Linked DNA regions of Sus scrofa: regions 2 and 3 are each linked to region 1. The links are chromatin contacts, called in public HiChIP or PLAC-seq maps. All regions are on one chromosome and are shown on one strand. The core of a region is the stretch at or near the end of the contact, and the rest is flanking DNA. Distances in the headings are between cores, read along the strand shown. Region 1 overlaps LOC102164422. Region 2 overlaps LOC102164422. Region 3 overlaps LOC102164422.

What was found. HiChIP or PLAC-seq counts read pairs in DNA pulled down with a chosen protein or histone mark.
Region 2: a contact with region 1 is called in an H3K27ac HiChIP or PLAC-seq map of skeletal muscle, with 5 times the contacts expected there. The contact joins two enhancer-like sites. A contact is called at or near these places in 1 of 47 Hi-C or Micro-C datasets (embryonic fibroblasts) and 1 of 2 datasets of contacts at active chromatin or transcription factors (skeletal muscle).
Region 3: a contact with region 1 is called in an H3K27ac HiChIP or PLAC-seq map of skeletal muscle. The contact joins two enhancer-like sites. A contact is called at or near these places in 1 of 47 Hi-C or Micro-C datasets (embryonic fibroblasts) and 1 of 2 datasets of contacts at active chromatin or transcription factors (skeletal muscle).

What each region holds. Positions count from the first base shown.
Region 1 is chr10:8,867,635-8,871,701 of Sscrofa11.1, forward strand. The region is part of intron 2 of LOC102164422; the gene reads right to left. Among named protein-coding and RNA genes, the nearest start is that of LYPLAL1, 77 kb to the right of the region's middle. Within about 2 kb of position 1,822, at least 15 of the 83 cell types and tissues checked have an H3K27ac peak or open chromatin away from gene starts, as enhancers often do. A contact at or near this core is called in skeletal muscle, where this site is marked.
Region 2 is chr10:8,689,142-8,693,208 of Sscrofa11.1, forward strand. All of the region lies in intron 5 of LOC102164422, which reads right to left. Among named protein-coding and RNA genes, the nearest start is that of LYPLAL1, 260 kb to the right of the region's middle. Within about 2 kb of position 1,855, at least 14 of the 83 cell types and tissues checked have an H3K27ac peak or open chromatin away from gene starts, as enhancers often do. A contact at or near this core is called in skeletal muscle, where this site is marked.
Region 3 is chr10:8,715,015-8,719,081 of Sscrofa11.1, forward strand. All of the region lies in intron 4 of LOC102164422, which reads right to left. Among named protein-coding and RNA genes, the nearest start is that of LYPLAL1, 230 kb to the right of the region's middle. Within about 2 kb of position 2,232, at least 7 of the 83 cell types and tissues checked have an H3K27ac peak or open chromatin away from gene starts, as enhancers often do. A contact at or near this core is called in skeletal muscle, where this site is marked.

The DNA of each region.
Region 1 (4,067 bases), core at 572-3,071:
AGGAAAAGAGTGCATTATGAGGAAGAATGAAAGAGTTCTTATTACTCCCTGGTGTGGTGTTTCAATGACCAACTTATCTTTCTCTTAAACGTCTGACTGCATTTTGGTATGGAAAGTTCTGTGCCCAGGGAATATCCGAGGATAAAGCTGTACACAGATGTTCACATTATGACTGCTGCTTTGTTCCCATACTCAGGGCCTTGTTCTCTTTCTTGCTTACAAATTAATTTGCTCAAGTCAGGATGGTCCACGTTCGTCGTATTTACAGACACCACCGCCCGACTGAAAAACGTTTTGTCCCTGTACCCAGCCCCAGTACCATGGCCTGGCTTGGTGTGTGGGGCGCCTCAGGGAAGAGCACGCCATGGTTCGAAGGGACCACATCAGACCACAGAATAAAGGTGCTGGGTGAACATCAGAGCTGGCCCATGACTGAAGGACTGGGGACACGGAGCAGACGGCAGGGGTGGGGTAGGGGAGATGGACAGGCTATCCTGCAGCAGAAACAAAGCCAGATGGACTGATGGAGCTCATTCAGGAGCCCGCAGACAGGTGCAATGGAAGTACCCGCAAGTGATGCCTAAGACTGAAGGTGGAGGATTGGGCTGAAACTGCCCAAACCGACAGCGATGTTTTCTCTCTTTCTCTTGGACAGGCAACAGGGTCAAGACTTACACATTTGTGTAAGAACCGTTTTGCCATTTTAAACAAATCAACACTCACAAATCACAGCCCTCCCTGCCCCAAGGTTCATCTGCCTTGTGTCATCCTTTGGTGACAAAAAGCAAACTTCAAAACAAAACAAAACAAAAATGCAGGCTGGTAGTAAAGCCTTCTTTCACCAAGGTCCGGCCTTGGGGCTAAATGGGAGCGTTCTGCCAGCCATCAAACTTAACGGCCTTTAAACATGTGCAACATTTCTCTCAGCAAATTGGTTCCTTAATATGGTAAAATGTGCGGCACCCAAGGGGAAATGCTGGTGATCTCAGAGGCCAAAGCTGATGGAGTCACAGTACGGTATTCCTGAAAAGCACTCCTACTTTCCACTTTGATACAACCAGAAGCAAATACGAGAGGCAGGAGGTTTTGACATCCATTGTTTATTCTCACTGAAATTTTCCTCCTATAGAGCACAGCACAGTGGTTTAATTCATAGCTTATGGGATTTTTAAAAATATAAACCATTCAAATTTTTTCTATATTAATCAGTGGTTTCTAAAGATCCACAGGGATAAATAAACCCTGCAAGCTGGCAGGGGCTTTTCGTGGCATAACCACTGGTAGTTATAAACAGTAAACAAAACATAGTAACCATTTTAAGCACAAGAGATTGCTGTATCACTGGGGGCATAAATCATTAGTTTAATAATTTCAGCAGCAGTGTCTCTAAAGCAAAATTAAGCCAACAGTTCCCCCTGTGGCAATAATGAAGTACTGTAATGTGAAAAGAAAAAAACAACCAAGAGAAGGCATTATTGTGCCTTGGAACCGACTGCAAATTCAAGTTCAACACAGAACTGTAGCACTCTTGTCTCTGAGCTGCTCTTGTGAGAGGTGGAGAGGGGGTTGCCTCCAAACCCCACGTCTCTTTTTGGGGACATTTTGACAAGCACAAGTGCACTTTCATTTAAGCCCCCCATGGCCGGCATGCACCGTACGGAGGGCACGGAAGCGATGACATGTCCCAATTGAGAAGATGACGCATTTCTCTCAGCTGTGTAGGCAGACATTATTCACAGATTTCGAGAGCGCCAAAGGGGTGCCAGGCCCGGGACAGGACACGGAGATGACACAGGTTCCCTTCCAGGGGCTCTCGAGCTAGATGGCCAACAATCTGAACAGAAACGCTTGGCAGCTGTGAGCTGGGCCAGTCCACCCAGCCACATGAGTAAAGCTGGCCTGTCTTTCCCATGAATTTCACCCAGTGCCAAAGTTCATTTTAAAAAAAACAAAACTGGCTAATAATCTGTGCACTTTGGCTAAGTGTACTTGCCAGTGGGGCGTTATCCAACAAGAGGAGTCCAGGGAGACCTTCGTGATTCCCCCTGCTGTACGGGGTCAGTTCTATAGAACCTTCCCTTTCCGCCCGGATTTCTCCATCTCTTTCATGAAACCAGTATAGTCCTGCCATTTTCCTTACCAAAAAAAAAAAAAAAAGTTCTGGAGTTCCCATCGTGGCTCAGTGGTGGTTAACGAATCCAACTAGGAACCGTGAGGTTGCGGGTTCGATCCCTGGCCTTGCTCAGTGGGTTAAGGATCCAGCATTGCTGTGAGCTGTGGTGTAGGTTGCAGACGTGGCTCGGATCCCATGTTGCTGTGGCTCTGGCATATGCCGGTGGCTACAGCTCCGATTAGATCCCTTGCCTGGGAACCTCCATATGCTGCGGGAGTGGCCCAAGAAATGGCAAAAAGACAAAAAAAAAAGTTCTGATTGGAGACAGGGGTTTTTCCCCCTCAATAATACCATTTATTTAAGGCAGGATTTTACTTACTAACACCATTCCCTATGTTTTTTAGAGTACTTATTACAGACACAATTATCTCTTTGGAATGTATTTGGTTTTAAAAGTATGATTTTTAAAATAATACAGAAGCTGTATTATTTTCACGAAACTGACTCCCAGCTTGACTCTCTTATGCACTGGATTGAAGTGGTGATTTTAACAACACAGGGATACAGATTAATCTAGCAAGTACAGGGTCAGAAGCACTCTTATGGAACAGACACAACCTAATGATTTAGAAATCGTTAATCAACAGATGGTTTTTTTTCCCCTGGGGGGGAGGTGGCTTTGTTTTCAACTGTGATACTTTAGATACAGTTGTCTTAAAGAACCCAGTGACTTTCCTTAGTAGGTCAGATTACAGATGCAATCGCTTGCTGTACACATGCTCCTTTATTAATCTGAAACGAGACAATGAGATGGAGAAGATGGCTCTCTCTGCACCTTTAAGAAAAAGTTTTTCTCCACAAGCTAAATATATTATTACATCTTTTAACTCTCTCTCGCCAAATAAATTTTGAAAGGTACCAAGCGAGCATCATCACCCTCCTCTACCCTGTACTGTAAGTGTGGCAGGGAAGCATCGTGTATACACAGCGTCGACTAGCACATCTCATTTATGGTCAAAGAAAAGTTAGAGCCGGATCCTCAGCAAAATTGTAAGGAAATGTGTTCGTCCTTATTTCTGCTCCCTTCTCTCTTCTCCAGGCCCTTCCCCTGTCTTTAGCTCCTGCATGTCTTATGTCTTCAGGGACGCTATTGACTAATGTCACCATTCTTATTTACATGGGATGGCTCTTAAGGAACCTCCTTAAAAAACTAAACATAGAACTACCATACAATCCAGCAATTTCACTCCTGGGCATATATCCAGAGAAAACCATAATTCAAAAAGATACATGCACCCTGAGGTTCACTGCAGCACTATTGACAATAGCCAAGACATGGAAGCAACCTAAATGTCCACTGACAAAGGAATGGATAAAGAAGATGTGGTACATATATATAATGGAATATTACTCAGCCTTAAAAAGAACAAAATAATGCCATTTGCAGCAACATGGATGAATCTAGACCAACATATTGAGTGAAGTAAGTCAGAGATAGACAAATATCATATGATATAACTTACATGTGGAATCTAATAAACAATGATACAAAGGGACTTATTAAAACAGAAAAAAAAAAAAACCTCACAGATTTCAAAACCAATCTTATGGTTACCACAGGCGAAATCCTTGTGAGGGAAGGAAGAATTGGGAGGGTGGGAATAGAATATACACACTGTTATACAAAATAAATGATTAATGAGAACCTACTGGTTAGCACAGGAAAATCTACTCAATAGTTTATAATAAACTATATGGGAAAAAAGAATGGACATATTTATATGTGTGACTGATTGCTTTGCTGAAACCTGAAACTAATACAACATTGTAAATCAACCATACTCCAATAAAATTAAATTTAATAAATAAATAAACTTGGTGACCCCTAAAGGTTTCCCATACTCATGACCAGGACACAGGCCATAACAGGATATATACCTAAATAGGATTTCAC
Region 2 (4,067 bases), core at 605-3,104, 180 kb before region 1:
GTTTGTTAAGCGCTGAGCCACAAAGGGAACTCCTATAAAACCTAATTCTTATTGTGGACAAGTGAGGGATGGAAGATACTCTGTAGAAATTCATGCTGCAGAAGGAAACATGGAAGAGAGCATGGATGGGAGAAGCCGACAAATCTGGGTGCAACAACCTGCTCCCTCGTTGAGCCCCGAGGAAGCTGACTCATCTCTGGGGCTCCGATTCTCTCAGCTCGGGGAGCATGGACCTCTCTTTGGAGATATCAACGTAAAGGTATGTAAAAGATAAGCACTTTTGCAAGGCCCGACAGGTAGTGCCATTCAATGAATGTAACCATTCCATAAAGATAGAGCAGATAATCTTGATGGGAACAGATTGAGGCAGAATTTTTACACAGTTTGAGCTAAGTCTTTAGGTAAAAGGCCATGTTAGCATCATCTGCCCTGTATTTAGTAGTATTTTGTTTGGTTTATATTTTTATTTCAATATTAGTTTTAAATAATTCAAGATGGTTAATTTTTTTTTCTTTCTTTTTACGGATGCACCTGCAGCATATGGAAGTTCCCAGGCCCGGGGTCAGATTGGAGCTATAGCTGCTGGCCTGCACCACAGCCACAGCAATGCCAGATCCAAGCTGCATCTGTGACCTACACTGCAGCTCATGGCAACGCGGGATCCTTAACCCACTGAGCAAGGCCAGGGATGGAACCTACCTCCTCACAGAGACAAAGTCAGGTCCTTAGCCTGATGAGGCACAGGGGGAATGCTCCTAAATAATTCAAGTTAAGTAAAAGGTCAAAAGGAAGTTTGTTAAAATTCCAAAAGTTCAGATCAAAAATTCAAGGGTGACTTAAAGAAGAAAGAAAGAAATCTGAGATGTATACCGAGTCGATTTAGACACATGTAGCCTGGAAGTGCATTTAGGAGGCCGTGGCTCCTCCTGGGGGGAGCTTCTTCCTCAGCTCACTGGGAAGCACACGATTGCCTGGCTCCCTCTGGCTGTGTGGCGAGCAGCCAGGTCAGGGCACAGCTCTGCTCTCCGGGGCAGAGACAGCAGGGCAGGAGCTACAGGAGTGCTCTGATTGATTTCTCTGTTTTCTTTCTTTTTTTTTTCCTTAAAGGGAGGGGGGGGAAAAGTGTTCTAAGAGAGACACAAGGCTCAACAAGTTGAATTTGGGATTTATTCCCGGTATTACTTGGATTTTCAAGAATTTTTGGAAATCTTGCCTTTCGGCCACAGCCTTTCGGTAATATGGGTTATTTGCCAAATTCATTTCAAGCTCTTGAATTTACAGTTAAAAGAGAAATAAAAAAGTCTTTCATTTGTTCCTAAGCTGTTTATTTTGCTTGTAAAACCAATCATAAGGTCTCCCCAATAAAAAAAGAAATGCATGAAAGTTCTAACTCCAGGGGACTGAACTGTTGAAGGCTGAAATTCCCCTAGGCAAAGCCAGAAGTCATTTTAATGAGACAGTTTTCTCTTTGAATTCGGGAGGGCATGGAACAACACCCTCGCCGAGAAAATTCCCTTTATCCTGCTTTAGAATTCCCCCCTCTAAGAAAGATGGGGTTGGAATGGCTGGCCTTTTAAGGCGTGAGCAGTGGAAAACTGGTAGCAATCGTCTATTACTTTCTAGCACTGGGAAACGGCTTGGAGCCTAGCTTGGTGTGATGCTCCGTGGTGTGGTCTGGCCAGCGTGGTGGCGTGGTACCCATTGGGACCGTGGGTGTGCTCTGGGCCCGCCCCCCCTACCCCTGCCCGGTTCCACGATCGCCACCTCTCCACACGGCTCACACATACACCCTACACGGCAGACTGTGCTGATAGCCAGGCTGGCCATCTGCTGAGTTTGGAACCACAGATACTAAAAATATTACGAAATGGGTTTTCTCCCCTCCCCACCCCCCCGCCCCAAACGCCCGGAGCAAGGCTGATCTGTATCCTGAGAAGCAAAATCCTAACGGAAATGAGGAAAAACACCAAAGCCAAACCTAAAAACTGCACCATCCGATTCGTTTCAGATCTCCTAAGACCAGCCCTGGCCATGTGGGATCCTGTTTTGCAGAAAATTTGGACACAAATCAAGGGTTTTGTTTCTTTGGGTTTAAAAACTTTTCATCACTTTTTCCTTCTAGCATGAAAATACAACACTAACTACTTTACCAGGAGGAGCAAAAGTGTTTGAAAAATAATTTCGCCCCTGCCAGCGTCTGCTATTGAGATCAGTGTCCATTCCAATTTGTTCCTGACTCTCCAAAGATATATTTTTTTCTCATTGGGAATTTTCTCCTTATGGGAATACGAAGGCAGAGAATCTGTGACACAAACAAACAAGCAAATAAGTGACCTTGGCATGCAGAAGCTCTGCTCCTGAGCGCTGCCCTCCCTCTGGACTTGCCAGTATCCTCTGCTCCAAGAGGCAGTGCACCAGTGGGAGAGCCCGTGGAAAGTCTGGAAGCTCGAGGTTGGCTCTATGCTCCCCCCACACCTAGCCCATCCTTCTGGCTTTATCATGACATAACACACAGTAAGTACCTTCTTTTCATCTTCCACACACACCTGAAGTCTTCTTCCCTTAATTCCTCTTGTGGGGCGGGGTCTCTGATCCCTCTGTTCCAAGCTCCCTCTCTTTACCTCTTTTTCCTACTCCCCCTTCACTCACCTCACCTCCCCTTTTACTGAAAAGTGAGGCATCAACTCGCAAAAAACCAAAAACAAGAAAACAAATAAGTTTTTTTAAAAACGGGCATAATGGGCAGGCCTCATCCATCATTAAAGACCTTAAGCACAGAAGCGGAGGGTTTCCAGAGCGGGAGGCTTACGTCCCATGACTGCGGCATCGCTCATCACTGGAGTTTCCAGCCTGCGGGTCTGCCGAATGGATGCTGGACTCAAGACTGAGACAGCAGCTATTACCTGAACTTCCAGCCTGTCAGACAGCCCACGTGTACCAGACCTCACAGTCATGGGAGCCAAGTCCTTAAATCTCTCTATTTCTATAACCATCTCTCTCTCTCTCTTATTGGCTCTGCTTCCCTGGAGAACTCAGGCATACACACACACACACACACACACACACACACACGCATGCCGTTTCCTTATTTCTTGAAGTACAGCAGGGTCAGCAAACTCTGGCCCATCTGCCACATCACCTGTATTTGTAAATACGGTTTGACTGGAACATAGCCATGCGCATTCATTTATGTATTGTTCGTGGCTGCTTTTGTCCTACAATTGAGCAGCATTAAGTGGTTTCAACAGGTAATAGTGACCCACAAAGCTGTAATATTTACTCTCTGGACCTTTACAGAAAACATTTACTGACGCCCAGATGTTCCCATTGTGGCTCAGCAGGAATGAACCTGACTAGTATCCATGAGGATGTGGGTTCGATTCCTGGCCTCGCTCAGTGGGTTAAGGATCCGGCATTGCTGTGAGCTGTGGTGTAGGTTGCAGATGTGGCTCAGATGCCCTGTTGCTGTGGCTCTGGTGTAGGCCAGCAGCTGCAGCTCTGATTTGACCCCTAGCCTGGGAACTTCCATAGGTCACAGGTGCGGCCCTAAAAACACAAAAAACAACAACGAAAAGACTTTACTGACACCCAGATGAAAGTAAAAGCTGCAGGACATCAGGAGGTATGCCATCTTTTTGTGGGGAAAATTTTGTAGGCCTTGAGGGTTGCTAAGATACTGCTAGAGCGACTAAGAAAGTTATGGGGTTTTTCTCCTGGAGAGAATAAGAATGAAAATGTTGATTTCTTTTCAATATCAATCAGGATGTTTACCTGTTTGTGGACAAGTTGGCTAAACAAAATATCCTGTCGAATGGATGGTCCTGGTATTTTTCTTGTCATGGATCTCCCTCAGGAACCTAAAACAACATCCCATGCTACTAGAAACGTACTTGCTACCCGACCTTGCGTTGTTTTCCTTCTAGGAAATAATCCTAAGGCAACAAGCCTAAAATAAATCTTTGTATTTCCAATTAATAGGGCAGGCTGAGCTGATGGAAGGATCCTCTCTTCTGAGTAAACTCACACAAAAATGTTGGATAAAAGATGGCAAAATTACATATCTCTTT
Region 3 (4,067 bases), core at 982-3,481, 150 kb before region 1:
GAGAAAATATTTGCAAACAAAGTGACCGACAAAGGGTTCATCTCCAAAAATATACAAACAGTTCATGTGGCTCTATATCAAGTACACAAACAATCCAACCAAAAAAATGGGCAGAAGATCAAAACAGACATTTCTCCAAAGACAGACAGATCTCCAAAAAGCACATGAAAAGATGCTCAACATCGCTAATTATTAGAGAAATGCAAATTACAACGAAGTACCACCTCACACCAGTCAGAATGGCCATCATCAAAAAGTCTACAAACAATAAATGCTGGAGCGGGTGTGGAGAAAAGGGAATCCTCTGACACTCTTGGTGGGAGTGTAAATTGGTGCAACCACTGTGGAAAACAGTAAAAAGGTATAGAAGTTCCTTAAATAATTAAAAACAGAACTGCCATACGATTCAGCAATCCCACTCCTGGGCATCTATCTGGAGAAAGATGATCTTACTTTTTTTACTTTATTTTTTTAGGCCATGTTTGTGACACGAAGAAGTTCCTGGGCCAGGGATCAAGCCTGTGACACAGCTGCATCCCAGCCACAGCAGTGACAGTGCTGTATCCTTAACCTGCTGAGCCACCAGAGAACTCTGAAAGATGATCTCTTAAATGGACTAAAATGGGAAGAAGACTCATGAGGCCTAAGTTTCCCTCAGGACATGCTCAAAATACACTCAATTCTCCTCTGAACAGAAGAAATAACACAATCGGTTAAACCAAAGATTCTAGAATTTTTTTTTCTTCTTTTTAGAGCCACATCTGTGGCATATGGAAGTTTCCAGGCTAGGGGTTGATTGGAGCTGCAGCTGCTGGCCTGCACCACAGCCACAGCAACACCAGATCTGAGCTGCATCTTCGACCTAACACCACAGCTCCGGCAACACCGGATCCTTAACCCACTGAGCGAGGCCAGGGATCGAACCCACATCCTCACAGAGACTATGTCGGGTCCTTAACCTGCTGAGCCACAACTGGAACTCCAGATGATGGAAAGGTTTAACTTGCTCTTTTGCTGACATTTTGGGTCTTGAGGAAAGTTTTAGTCAAATGAGCAGTGTGGCAATTTAACTATAGGCATTCCAGGGTTTTATTGTTCCAAGTCCATTAGGATATAAAGTGATTCATGAAAAAGCTTCAAAAGGATTAATGCCTGTCTCTTTTCTGAAGTTAAAATATTTTAATGCTCTTTAAACCCCCTCCCCAAATTTTATGGTGATTCACTTATAAAAAATCTCTCTCATTGGCAGGAACACATGTTAGCTACATTTATACACTCAAGGAACACCATAGAGACCAAAATATTATGTTACTAAGTTAATGATATGCACATCTCAGAGAATTTTCTGTAATCGATATCTGTGACCAAGTTGGCAAGAGATCAAACAGCTCTCTGGATAAACCCCTGCTAGGCTTTCCTCTGAGGGCTTCGCCCACTGACCATTGCCGAGTTTATTATATGGTTCACCTTCAGACAATAATTCACGGCCAGTGTATGATCTTACTCCAGCTGCTGCCTACATATTTGGGGATGCCTATCTTGCAGCTCAAGGTCAATGATAATATTTACTCACATGCTAAGGAAAGCATTATGTTACATACGTGGCATATATTGACCATCTATTTTTAGCTGCAGCTACAGGTATGCAGTGACTTAGGTAAACTGTGTACCCCGACTTTGAGAGAAGATGGTACTGGGAGGCTGTAAACACGCTCAATATAAACATTTGAGTTTGCCTGTCATGCTATTGAGCAGGTTCAACGCAGTCTCCTTGGCATTTTATCTGATCTTCAGAACTGCGGGGTGACCCCCTACTGGTTTTCAGGGTTGTCGTGTGAGATGGGTTGAGGCTCCTTCTGAATGACCCTAGAAGACAGAACTAAACCAACAGACGAAATCTGTAGAGTCCCATTTTAATCCCTAATAAAGGAGCCTTTTCTTCCTATCAGGTCTTTATGGGGACTCTAATTGGCTTTATAGTTAGTGCATTTTCTTAGTGAAAACGTCTAACACAGCGACAAAGGGAAGGATCCACTGAGTAGCCAGATGAGATGATCTTTCTAATTTTCTTCAAATGTTGGAATCCCAGGGAAAAGCTCGAGGATTCCTATAGTTAAGGAGAGGCAGTAGCTTGCTGTCCTTCGGATCCTAAAAGGGAATATATTACCCTGTCTTCCCTTTCCATATTCTTCAGTGCTACTGGACACAGGCCCAGCTCAGACTTACGGTTCAGCCCCGGGCTGCAGCTGCTGCGTGGCTAATGGAAAAGGCCCAGGAATCAGCACTCTGTCCACTCCATGCCAACAGGCTCGCCTGATTGGAACAAAAACCCAGTCAAGCTGCCTGTTTGGCACCGTGCAAGCCACACATCTGGGTGCCTCACAAGATTTCCGACTGAAGGGAGGGACTGATTTCAAACTATGTAGACCCGACATGCAATGCGTTCTTCCCGGCTGGGCTGGGCCACTGAGCCAGTGAAAGTGGGGACCATGAAAGCCATGGGATCTTGGAGCATCAAAGGATCTCAGAGAAGAGCTTACCCTACATTTTTCAAAACATGTTCCATGGAAACCTTGCCTTGTGAAAGGCTCCTTGGGAAGAAAATAACCTAATAGCAAAGAAATTACAGAAGGATTTTTGCATATGTAGGTCTCCAGAAGATGCACCATGCATGTTAATAAAGTACATGTTTTGAGACGTTTCAGTGCCAAGGGACTTCAGTAAACACAGATCTGAACAATATGATTTTTTTCCTTGCATGACAGTCACTAACATGACATGGAAAATACACTGAGATATAACGATATTTTAGTACCAAGCCCTCCTTTTTACATATGAAGAAACTTAGGTCCAGAAGGATAAAGTGACTTGTCCAAAGCTGAATAAACTGACAGAGTTATGACTAGGCTTGGGTTTCCTTGCTCCTAATCTTATATTCTTTTATTCTGAACGATTGCGGTGATCACGTTTTTGACTTTTATACTGCATTTGATCATGCCTAGATCTGGTGTTCATCTTTAGACTGATCAGCTCTGGCCACGGGGTAGAGTCTGGGAAAAGCCTTAAGATAAGTACAAATTTGGACATATTATTTTTTTACATCGTGGCTCTTTTTGATCATACAGTTATCCTAAGAATTTAAGCGGCTGCTTCTCAATGTCATTACTGCAGACACTCTTTACTAATTAGCAATATAGGAAATGTATAATCTAATTAGACTGAACTACAAACTCCAGATGCTTCTCTAACTCCTAATTTCAAAGTCTACAAATAATAAAAGCTGGGGGGTGTGAAGGAAAGGGAGCCCTCCTCCACTGCTGGTGGGGACATCAAGTGCCACAGCCACTATGGAGAACAGTATGGGAGTTCCTTAAAAAACTAAAAACAGGGAGTCCCCATCATGGCTCAGCAGAAATGAATCTGACTAGGATCCACAAGGACGCGGGTTCCATCCCTGGCCTCGCTCAGTGGGCCAAGGATCCAGCGTTGCCGTGAGCTGTGGTGTGGGTCACAGACTCAGCTCAGATCTGGTGTTGCTGTGGCTGTGGTGTAGGCCATCGTCTACAGCTCCAACTTGACCCCTAGCCTGGGAACCTCCACATGGCATGGGTGCAGCCTGAAAAAGACAAAACAACAACAACGACACAAAAAAAAAAGAAAAAAAAAAAACAAACTAAAACCAGAGTTAGCATATGATCCTGCCATCTCACTCCCGAGCATATACTGAAGAAAACTAATTTGAAAAAATAAGTAGTTCATTGCAGCACTATTTACAATGGCCAAGACATGGAAGCAAGTTAAATGTTCATCAACAAATGAATGGATAAAGAAAATATGGTGCATACATACAATGAAATATTACTCAGCCACAGAAAAGAGGGCAATGATGCCATTTTTAGCAACATGGATGGACCTAGAGATTCTCAAACTAAGTGACATAAACTAGACAGTGACAAATATCATATGATATCACTTATAGGGCATCTAAAACCAAATAGAAATGAACTTATTTACAGAACAGAAATAGACCCACAGACATAGAAAACAACATTACGGTTCCCAAATGG